Regions from separate parts of the Gossypium hirsutum genome. Here region 1 is linked to region 2. Evidence: chromatin contacts called from public Hi-C data. All regions are on one chromosome and are shown on one strand. Each heading gives the region's core, a stretch centred on a gene start, on an enhancer-like site or on the middle of the called end of the contact. The rest is flanking DNA. Distances are from core to core; before and after follow the strand shown. Region 1 holds the start of LOC107900705 (E3 ubiquitin-protein ligase MBR1). Region 2 holds the start of LOC107900714.

Region 1 (5,598 bases), core at 3,093-5,592, 200 kb before region 2:
AAGTTGAAATACTAGTAATTATTGATGCTTGGATTAACTTAGCTCTACCTTTAGGTTAGGCTCCAACTGATAGTCTTGTATGCTTATACTATTATTATATTTCACCCATTATTATTTTTCCTTTTGCATATATTCCACTCGACTTATTTAAGTACTGCAAGCAATTACAGCAAGAAATATACCCTGCAACGCAACAGACGAGAATTGAAAAGGAGATCCATCCTCAGTTGGAAAAAAAAGGATGGTGAAAAAAAAAACACATAAATAAGCTACCCCCTTTAAACTTTAACCCCATTTTTTATTTGGGCTTTTTTCTTTTGAGATTGCTTTGCTGTTGAACAGTTCTATCTTGGAAATTTCTCATTTTTGGATTTAGTCCAGTCCCTCAAAACTTAGGAAATTTCTTCCTTAATGTAATCTTTTCTCAATTTTTGAATGGTACTTTATCATGTATTTTAGTGGCAATTGGCGAGGACCCTGTTATTATTGCTCTTACCATCACATGATTGATTTCAGAACACACATTGTTAATGAACTTCAAATTGAGGCATAACTTTTAAACATGAGATGCGATCTTTAAACATGCCATGTGGGTTTTCTTGTCTTATAGGACCGTCCATGACATATACTACCAGTCCTTTACTATAAGCTATATAAGGTAAGAGAATAGATGGATAGTTAAAGTTATGCACACTGTAAAACCTATTATTTTTGCATGTTCTTTGAATAAGTCATCTAGTCTAATTATCTTATATATGCTAAACTTGGGCCCTTGCACAGCCATTTGCATGTGCATCTGCATGTGCTACCATCTGACTTTTCTATAATGAAGACAAATCTGACGGACTCATTTATTCCAAATGCAGAAGGTCCATATGTACCCGGGGAAATCTGGTTTTAATATGTTGTCTAGTTAAATTTGATTGGAGATGGCATTTAATCAATCTGTATCTGATTCACTATTAGATAAGTGACGGTACAGAAATTACAAGTGTGGGAAGTAAACTTCATTCACTATTCCTTGCAAGGATCGTTGGTGTAGAAAATTCCCTTTGACTGTTTGCCGTGATTGCTGGAGTCTTTGCAGTTCTAGTGACCGAATGTTCCTTAAGATCTCAGAGGAATGTATCCAGGAAATTGTCCCCTTCCCCTCCCCCAATCAATGAAATTGCATGATTTAAACGGACTGTTAAGTTAGTTTCTCTCCTGATATTTGTTTGCTCAAATTTCACCTTCTATTGAAACTAATAAAGTAAGACGTGTCCTTTTCCGAGCAGTTCTTTAGTGTTTATGCCATAAAATGATTACATTTAATTACAACTCGAATGTCAAATAATACTTCATGACGAGGCTTATATTTCTACAGTTATTGTTTATGTAGTTAGAGCAACATATGCCAGAAGCTTGAGCTTCTTTTTGTTTGCTTTGTACCTGCCAAAAGCTGATGACCAAATGTAAACCATTTGGCAAAGGTGTCAAGCTGATTATGCTTCTATTTGTTGTCATATTTTCCGTCCTGATTCCATTAATTGGATATTTAATTTTCAGAATTTTCTGGTATAATGACATATAATGGTCTTGAGAGCTGCATTATCAACAATCAGTCTTATGAGAATGAAAGCAGAACAAGCAGAGGAGATGGATGTGCATCTGATTCCTTGGATGATGATTTCTCCAGCTGTTCTTCTAGCAAAGATGCTTTTGGATCATTTTCTTCCAAGTGGATGAAGAGAGATGAACAGGGTTCAGATGAATGGGAGCTCTCTGAAAGCCCCGAGCATTTTTATGTCAAAGAGAAGCCTGCTTATTCCATTCAATCTTCAGACGTTGAGACAATGAAAGAAAATTTTGCTAAGCTTCTATTGGGGGAAGATATTACAGGTGGACGGAAGGGTGTCTCCACAGCTTTAGCTTTGTCAAATGCCATCACAAATCTTGCAGGTGAGTTTGTTTCAAGATCCTTATGTGTGTACGGCTTGCTTATTTGCGATTCTCCCGTCGCAACTGTTGCACAAGATTCTACTATTAAAATGGTTTGCAAGATAAACATGTATAATCAGAAACTTTTATTCTGGATTAGAACTTGGTAAACCATGTTTAAATAAGAAAAGTCATAGCATTTCATGTTGTACTTTATTCATTCTGTCTTCCATCAATGGGAAGCATGCATCATGAGGAAGAGCCGCAACTTGCAAAGCATTAAAAAAGCATGTACATTTCACGAAGTTCATTGTGTTTTCATGATATCATAGGATTGTCTTCTTTCATTAGTCTTCAACTTTTAAGTTATGCAAATTTGAATGTGCAGCGTCAATTTTTGGTGAGTTGTGGAAATTGGAGCCACTAGCTGAAGAAAGGAAAAATAAATGGCGAAGAGAAATGGACTGGTTACTCTCTCCTACCAACTATATGGTGGAGTTAGTGCCTGCTAAGCAAAATGGTGCAAATGGCAGGACTATGGAGGTACTCTTGCGTTTGTTGGGTCCCTATTAAATTGACGATGACCATTTTGCAATGTCATGAGATTTATGTCAATTCTATTTTGAGCAGATAATGACACCAAAAGCCCGTGCGGACATTCACATGAATCTCCCAGCACTTCAGAAGTTGGACTCTATGCTTATTGTAGGCAATCTCTTTACTCTTCCTAATAACTTGTATACTCTAATGAACACATCGCCCACATTTACCAGATTAAATTTTGTAAATTGTCAGGAAACTCTGGAGTCAATGGTGAATGCTCAGTTTTATTATGCAGAAGTTGGAAGCCGGGCAGAAGGAAGAAACAAGAGTGCAAGGGAGAGCAAGAGGTGGTGGCTTCCATTGCCACAAGTACCAAAAACTGGGCTCTCAGATACCGAAAGGCAGAAGTTGCAATGTAAAGGCAAGGTGGTATATCAAGTATTCAAGGCTGCAGCATCGATTAATGAAAATGTTTTGCTTGAAATACCTCTTCCATCCATTATTAGGGATGCTCTTCCCAAGGTGAGCAAGCTCACTGCCTCCAGGGCAGTCGACTTTAAATATTGGACCCTTTAATAGTTTTTATGATGATATGTATTTTAGTACTAAAATGTTACTCGACATGTTTAAAAAGGAAATATAGAAATGGAATCTGGATATTTTAGTTGGAACCAGCTGACGTTAATCTACTTTAAAATCTTATGGTATCTGATAAATTTGAATGATGAGAGTAAATTCCAGGTTAAAGTTTTACAAGATGTTTGTATTGCATTTATGGCAACTGAATCTCTTTCCTTATGTTTACAGTCTGGGAAGGCAAGCCTTGGTGACGACCTGTACAAGGTTTTGACTCTGGAGTCCACCTCGGTTGATGAAATGTTCATTTCGCTAAATTTAAAGTCTGAAAACAATGCTCTCGAGGTCATTAATAGGTTGGAAGCTGCTGTATTTGCATGGAAAGGGCGACTTACAGAACAAGCTAGTGGTAAATCGCCAGTGCGAAAATCATGGTCCTTTATTAAGGATCCTATATCTGAAATGGATAAGATGGAGCTACTAGTGGACTGTGCTGAAGCACTTTTACATCAGATAAAGAGTGCATACCCAAACCTTCCTCAAACATTTCTTGATGCTTCAAAAATTCAATATGGCAAGGTAAGTAGTTGGTGTTTAAAGTGAAGCTTATTTTATTCTGCATTGTATCTTTCACTATTGAATCAATATTATGTTGTAGTATATTAATAATTGCGATGAATTACACTTTGAATTGGTGCACAGGATGTTGGACATTCCATTCTGGAAGCATATTCACGAGTCCTAAAGAACTTGGCTTTCAGCATAATGTGCAGGATGGGAGAAATTCTACAAGAAGATTGTTTGTGTAACCCAAATTCAGGGGTGGCAACATGGTGCTTTCCTGGAATAAATGTGGGAAATCCAAGGCACTCTCACTCACTCAGTGATGTTATGAGCAAAGTAGAGGGAAGTACTGCGAATCCGATACGGATGGGGAGTTGTACAGTGATGCAAGTATAAATGCAACACCAAGTACAAGTAGGAGCCGTCGAGTTTGGTGTATTGGGAAAGAGGCATGTAGTAGTATAGGAGTGTCTCCTTGATAATAAAAAAAAATCAAAAAGATGATGGAAATTTGATTTTCAACACTGCTTTTGTATATCATTGTTAAGCTTAATTAATTAATAAAAGCCATAAAAGAATCATATACTTGCTAGTACCGGAAACTTACATATGGATTCCAAATGTGTCGACTGTTAATATCAACTTATTGGGTCTGTATAGGCCCAATTAATTCATTATTGGATTGATTGGGCCCGTTTTATATTTTTAATATGGCAATAATTGAAATTTCACCGGTTTTGGTCATAGAAAGAGTAAGTGAACCGGACCTATAATGGGTGTGGAGCAGTTGTAGTGTTGGTACACTAAAGTCAGCCGTGGTCTGAGGCTGTTGCTTGTGGATCCGCATTCCACATGCGCCTGAGCAAAGCAGAGCAGAGATGGGATTTAAAATTAATAATAATAAAAAAGAAAATAAGCCCCAAGAAGAGGCAGAGGAGGCGGCATTAATCAAAAAAGGCATTTTCACCTCTAAGAAACACTGTTTTCAAGACGTAACCATCGTTGAGATCTGAAGACATGAGTTAGTAATACATCACTTTTAATCACTCCGCCCCCTAAATAATAAGGTTGGAGTGCCTTCCAAGCACAACTTCCAAATGCCAATTACGTCATCGACGCTGGTTTTCCCTTTTTTTCTTGTTGGGTTTAGGGTGAAACTTAAGTGAAACCACTCAGATGGGATCCGGTGGGAGCAAGGGTTGTTGTAGAGTAGGAGGAGGAGGAAGAGACACTGCACCTGCTGCTTCCTCGTCTAGCAGCGGTGGGCTGAGGGGAAGATCCAAGGTTAAGAATAGAGTTTTCCGGTCCTCTTGTTTGGGAGCGTTATCTAGATCTGCTTCTCCTAAACCCAACTTTGATCACCGGAAACAACCTGCGTCGGAATCGGATCTGGTGAAAAGAGAAAGTAACAGAAAGGTTGAAGGCGAAGCGGCATCTAATGAGGAAATGCAATTGCCATTGCCAACCCCATGCATATCTTCCGGTGGTAGCACCTCTGGTGCAGCTGTAACAGCTGCTCATCGCTCTCCTTCTCGCTGCCTCTCCGGCATTAGCTTCCTTCCTGGTAATTTGAGCTTCCGGTTCAGCAGAGCTAATAGCATGGGGTCCTCCGCGGAGATGTTGAACCCTGATGACGATTCTGAGACACTTGAACCTCAACAACCTCCCCGCAATTCTTGTTCTCCGATTATCTTCAATGATTCAGATGGAAGTGGAGAGACTCTCGAAAGCAACGCTCGTTTTAGCAGAGCCTTAAGTGTTGGAAGGCTTCGTGATCGTGTTCTTGGTAGAGCTCCCACATTCTGCCCTTTGCAGCAAGACATACAAATTACTCAGCAGCAATTAGCTACCTCTCCATCCACCACTGCTTCCGCTCATGCTTCCTCCGTTATTTCCCACGATGAAATTGAAACTTCTCGATCCAGAGAAGCCCGGTATCATGATTTGCTCCACCATAGATCCAATTTCCTTGAAAGGCGGAGAAGAATACGATCT
Region 2 (5,102 bases), core at 673-3,172:
CCAGTTTGTACTGTAGCATTCCGTAGCTTAATCCCAGCAACAAGGACAAGCAAGGGGTGTTAAAAAAACAATTTAATAAACTACTATGAAACAACATAATCTTACTTATTTCATGCAACCTACTATTAAACTTACAAAGTATTTAGCTAATTTCATTATTTATTTCTATTATTTGGTCATATAATTTTTTACATTGTCATTTTCATGTTGTATATTATTTTTATCATTTACAGATCATTAAACTAAATTCATTATTCTTTTGATATAATCACACAATTTCTTACATTTTCACTTACTTTTAAGGCTTATCATATCATATAAGTTTTCATTTATGTATCACATGTTACTTGTATATTTAACTGATCATGATTATAATTAGAATATCGATAACATAACTTTCACAATCCTAGGCCAAAATAGAACTCTCGGCCTTTAACGAAACTTTAATAACAGAACTCCAGTATCCAACTTGTGCACCATGTTCCGAAAAACATAAACATGAACATGTCGTAAACAGAATTCCAATATCTCTTTCACCCATCATAACCCCTATTTCACCAACTTTATCCCAAACTAAACCCCTAGCCCCTCGTCACAACATAATTATATAATGTATCATTTCATTTATTCATTTTAATTTCATGACATTTAGCTTCACGTATACTAACTTTTTTAATTTCCTTTCAATGCATGTATTGTAAACAGTTCATTTTAATTTCATATGTACTTTCTTTTCTCTCTTACATTACTATCTTACTTATATTTACATTTTCATCATTAAATTTAGGGTAAATTACAAAAATAATTACTTTTGTTTGCCTTAGACTACATTTTAGTCATTTGTGTTTGAAAAGTTACGTTTTAGTCACTTACATTATCGTTTTGTTAAGAAGTGGTCACTCTACCGTTAAACTCCATTACCTCCCTAACCACAATCCTACGTGGCAGTTCAAATGGGTTTTAAATGCCAACTTAGATGTCCAGTTGGTGGAATGAAAATAGGTTTTTAATTAAATAAATTTAATTTGGATTGCCACATAAGATATCTAAGTTAGCATTTAAAACACATTTGGACTACCACGTAGGACCGCCATTAGAGAGGTAACAAAACGATAACATAAGTGACCAAAACGTAACATTTCAAACATAAGTGACTAAAATGTAATTTGAGGCAAACAAAAGTGACTATTTTTATAATTTACCCTTTAGTATACATATTCAAATACCAAAATATGTCTTATTCCATGAAAATTATTCACATTCATTTTTGTTCATAAACTTTGGCACAAGACCATGGTAGAGGTGCTCATGGGCCGAGCGGCCCGGCCCGGCCCGACGGCCCGCCCGAATTATGGGAGAGTTTGGGTAAAAATATGGGCTTGGGCAAAAAAATGAGGCCCGTTTAGAAAACGGGTCGGGCCTCGGGCACCACTTTTTCGGCCCGGGCCCAGCCCGGCCCGGCCCGATATAATAAATATATTTATTTTTTTTAATTTTAAAATATTTTTTACATACTTTTTAATTTTTTTAAAATTTTAAAATATTTTTAAAATACTTTTTTTTTAATTTTTTTAATTTTAAAATATTTTTAAAATACTTTTTTTAATTTTTTAAAATTTTAAAATATTTTAAAAATATTTTTAAAATACTTTTTTTAATTTTTTAAAATTTTTAAAATAAAAATGGGCCGGGCCGGGCCCGGGCTTATGATTTTTTTCTCGGGCCGGGCCTGGGCAAAATCTTAGGCCCATATTTCGGGCCGGGCCCGGGCCTAGGACCCGGGCCGAAATCTTTTTATGGGCCCAGCCCGAACCCGGCCCGGCCCGGCCCATGAGCACCTCTAGACCATGGAGAGATGCTTCCTTCTAGGTTGGTAATGTTAGTTTCCATGACTCCTTAGAGTTTCTATTTTTCTTACCAAAAAAATATAGAATTAAATTGTTGCGTGCGGAATCAAATAGCTTAATATTAAAATTGAGAGGGAGCTTTTACCTTTCAAAAATTGTAACTGAAAGTGATTTTTTTTTTTTTTGGTAACTGTGATTCGAAAGCATGGAATCCTAAAATAAATAACTAGCAAGGTGCATAAGATATGGAACACCGAGTTTAGGGGAAGAAGAAAATAGGGTTCACTGAAATGGCATTGGCAGTATCCCTTAGCTCTTCTTTTTGTACCTGCTTCCACACCCACCTCCCCTATTCCAACTCAAACAGATACAAAACCTCCTCCATCAACTTACCTCTTCGCCTCAATCTCCATGATAACGCCCCAAATTCCAACAAAAACTCGTTGCTTCTTAGTATTTCTGCCTCAACATTTGTGTTTGTGGGTTTGGGTCTTTGCATTTGCTCCTCCGCTTCCGCCCTTACTCCACTGCCCCGTCACTTCCAAAAAGGTCTTTCTTTCTTTTAATTAATTAATTAATTTTCTAACTGTTCACTCACTGTCATCTTCTTCACTAAATGAACCAGTGGACAGCAGTTCAGCAGCAACACTACAAGAAGAAGATGATGAGAAATCGGACGCAGCTTTTGAGATTTGGAAATCTAAATCTTATGCTCTCACGGTTCCTCTTTCCATGGTTGCTCTTCAGGGCTCCATACCTCCCTCTTGGTCCAAGGATTTCATCTCCTCTCAATCCAGGCGCTTAAAGCTCCAAACCAAATTCCGCCCAACTCTTGAAGATATATTCACTCAGTTATGCCTGCCCTTTACCCAAGCCAAAGCCAAAGTGAATATTGGGCCTGCATCTCCAGCTGCTGCTGATATTCTCACCCTAGGTGACTCTTGGCTCCCTTTAGCTATTAAAAAAGCTGTTATTGAACCCATTACTGCTGCTGAACACCAGGATTGGTTTAAGGATTTGAGTCGCAAATGGAAGGTAACTTAAACTGCTTCATTATTAATATTTGCTCTAATTCAATTCAAAACAACACCCGAACATTACCCAACTCCCGAAATTGTCCCAGGTTTATCTACGCAGGAACCTCAATGGAGATATTGATCCACAAGGTCAGATATGGGCTGCACCCTATCGATGGGGTACCATGGTCATAGCATACAAGAAAACCAAATTTCAAAAGAAAAACTTGCCTCCTATGCAGGTAACGTTGGTCTATCTGTAAAATAAGCTCAGTATGACTTTAGCTCCAATATGATTCTTATTCATGTAGTATGGATGACAATTGTCAATTTCAATGGCAAGCCAATATGTGCATATGTTCTCTCCTCTCACTTATAAAGGGTATATTTGATTCTTTTAGAATTGTTCATAGGTTCCTCTCTTTTCCCCATATATGGTCTGAAATTTGGTAGTAATGACATTCAAGACACTGAAGAATCCTTAGTTTCTTTTTGAACCTGCCTTTTTACTATTCTAGCATAAAGGTTAATCTAGTTCTGTTTGGCCTGTGGAGAAACATTAGGCACTTTACTCTCTACTAAAACGTTATAGCTTGTCTATTTTCTTCTTTGATTCATTGATTTGTGCAGCATTTTCTCATAATGACATTGATTTTGTCATCATGGCATGAGCTAGATGTATTTTTTGAAGTTCTGTAAGAATTGCAGAATTTATTCCCATCTTGAAATCCAGTGCACAAAGAAATTTGCTAGATTCTATTTGCGGTCATCAGTTATAATGACTGCAGAAAAAAATGGTCTTTGAATCTCTGAAATGCAATTTTCCTTCCCTCCTTTGTATAGACACTCTTCTGCTTGGAGCCTTGGACTGCTAAAACATGGGCTTTACAATAATCTGAAACCTTGCACCAATCCTTTTTTTTTTACATGTTTTTCAGGGTAGCTTCAACTCATGAACAAATCATCAAGCATGAACTTCTATTTATCTTATATCAGTATTTTGTTTTATCTTTGCTCAGTAACATTGACAATTTAGGAGAAAAACCCTATTGCAGGATTGGGCAGATTTGTGGCAGCCTGAACTTGCTGGAAGAATTTCAATGGTGAATTCCCCTAGAGAGGTTGTCGGTGCAGTTTTGAAGTACATGGGTGCATCATACAACACAACAGACATTGACTTGCAAGTTGCTGGTGGGAGGAATGCTGTCCTGCAGAATCTTGAATTACTTGCAAGACAGGTAGTGAACCGCAAATGATGTTAAGTCTTCTTTATGTCTCCCCATTCTTTCCATTAGTTTGCATAGCATGATTGTCATTGCATCTTTAGTCTTCCAGTGGTAACTCTATTTTGGACCTAACTCTCAGACAAAATTACTGGTATTGATTAACTGAATTATTTGTTGATACATACCATTGATCATTATTCTAAGAGAAAAGGTTCCGTTTGATGCTCTAAATCCAAATTCCAGCTCTCTTCAAGTTGGCTTATAGCTTGAACCTTTAGATGGATTTTCATGTCACATTGTTGTGGTTGTTGAACTGGAAATTGTAAGTCTTGTATGAGTTTTTAGATCCCATGAGACCCCATGCGCAAATTATAGACTTATACTGAACAGATACATTCTCCTAATTGTCACCTGTCCATTTCATCAAATGGTGGATGATTTTTCATATTCCTTAGTAACGTGGGTTAATTTAGCTGTGGCACTCTTTGATGGATTGTGAAATAGACAGGATTTTGTGGCACGTAAATGTGGTGTAAGATGTTACAGAAACTAGTTTGAATAACATGTCTGGTGCAAATGCAATGGCTCACTATTCTCTACATTATTTACTTTTTGTTCAATCCAAGTGATGAGAACTTGAGAATATTCTGGCGATCATTTTCCCCTCTTACCTGTTCTGTCTTGAAAATACTAATTCCCAAATGTTACCTTAGCGTATTTCTTTTAGTTGGCTGTAGTTGCTTCAAATCGTATTATAAGGACATATCCTTTGGGGTTTTGCAGGTTAAATTATTCGACAGTGCAAACTATCTCAGAGCATTTTCAGTGGGAGATGTTTGGGTGGCTGTTGGGTGGAGTAGTGATGTTCTTCCAGTTGCAAAGCGTATGTCAAACGTTGCAGTTGTTGTTCCCAAGTCTGGAGCAAGCTTATGGGCTGATCTATGGGTATTACCTTTGAACCTTTCCATTTTACTGCTCATTTTTTTTTGCTGGAAACTCATTTCGCCTTACAT

The links. A called contact is a pair of places that touch in the nucleus more often than the background predicts.
Region 1: a contact with region 2 is called in a Hi-C map of leaf, with 1.6 times the contacts expected there. The contact joins the promoter of LOC107900705 here to the promoter of LOC107900714 in region 2. A contact is called at or near these places in 6 of 34 Hi-C or Micro-C datasets (callus, hypocotyl, leaf and 1 more).

The regions. Positions count from the first base shown.
Region 1 is chrD08:54,388,966-54,394,563 of Gossypium_hirsutum_v2.1, reverse strand. It overlaps LOC107900705 (E3 ubiquitin-protein ligase MBR1), which reads left to right and starts at 4,342. Exons shown (of 5, transcript XM_016826399.2): 1 at 4,342-5,598. The coding sequence starts at 4,780. LOC107900703 (rop guanine nucleotide exchange factor 14) reads left to right here. Exons shown (of 10, transcript XM_041098412.1): 3 at 867-869; 4 at 1,549-1,941; 5 at 2,309-2,463; 6 at 2,551-2,625; 7 at 2,716-2,985; 8 at 3,271-3,618; 9 at 3,742-3,954; 10 at 3,957-4,184. The coding sequence ends at 4,082.
Region 2 is chrD08:54,191,520-54,196,621 of Gossypium_hirsutum_v2.1, reverse strand. It overlaps LOC107900714, which reads left to right and starts at 1,922. Exons shown (of 6, transcript XM_016826413.2): 1 at 1,922-2,396; 2 at 2,473-2,882; 3 at 2,971-3,105; 4 at 3,919-4,101; 5 at 4,873-5,034. The coding sequence starts at 2,138.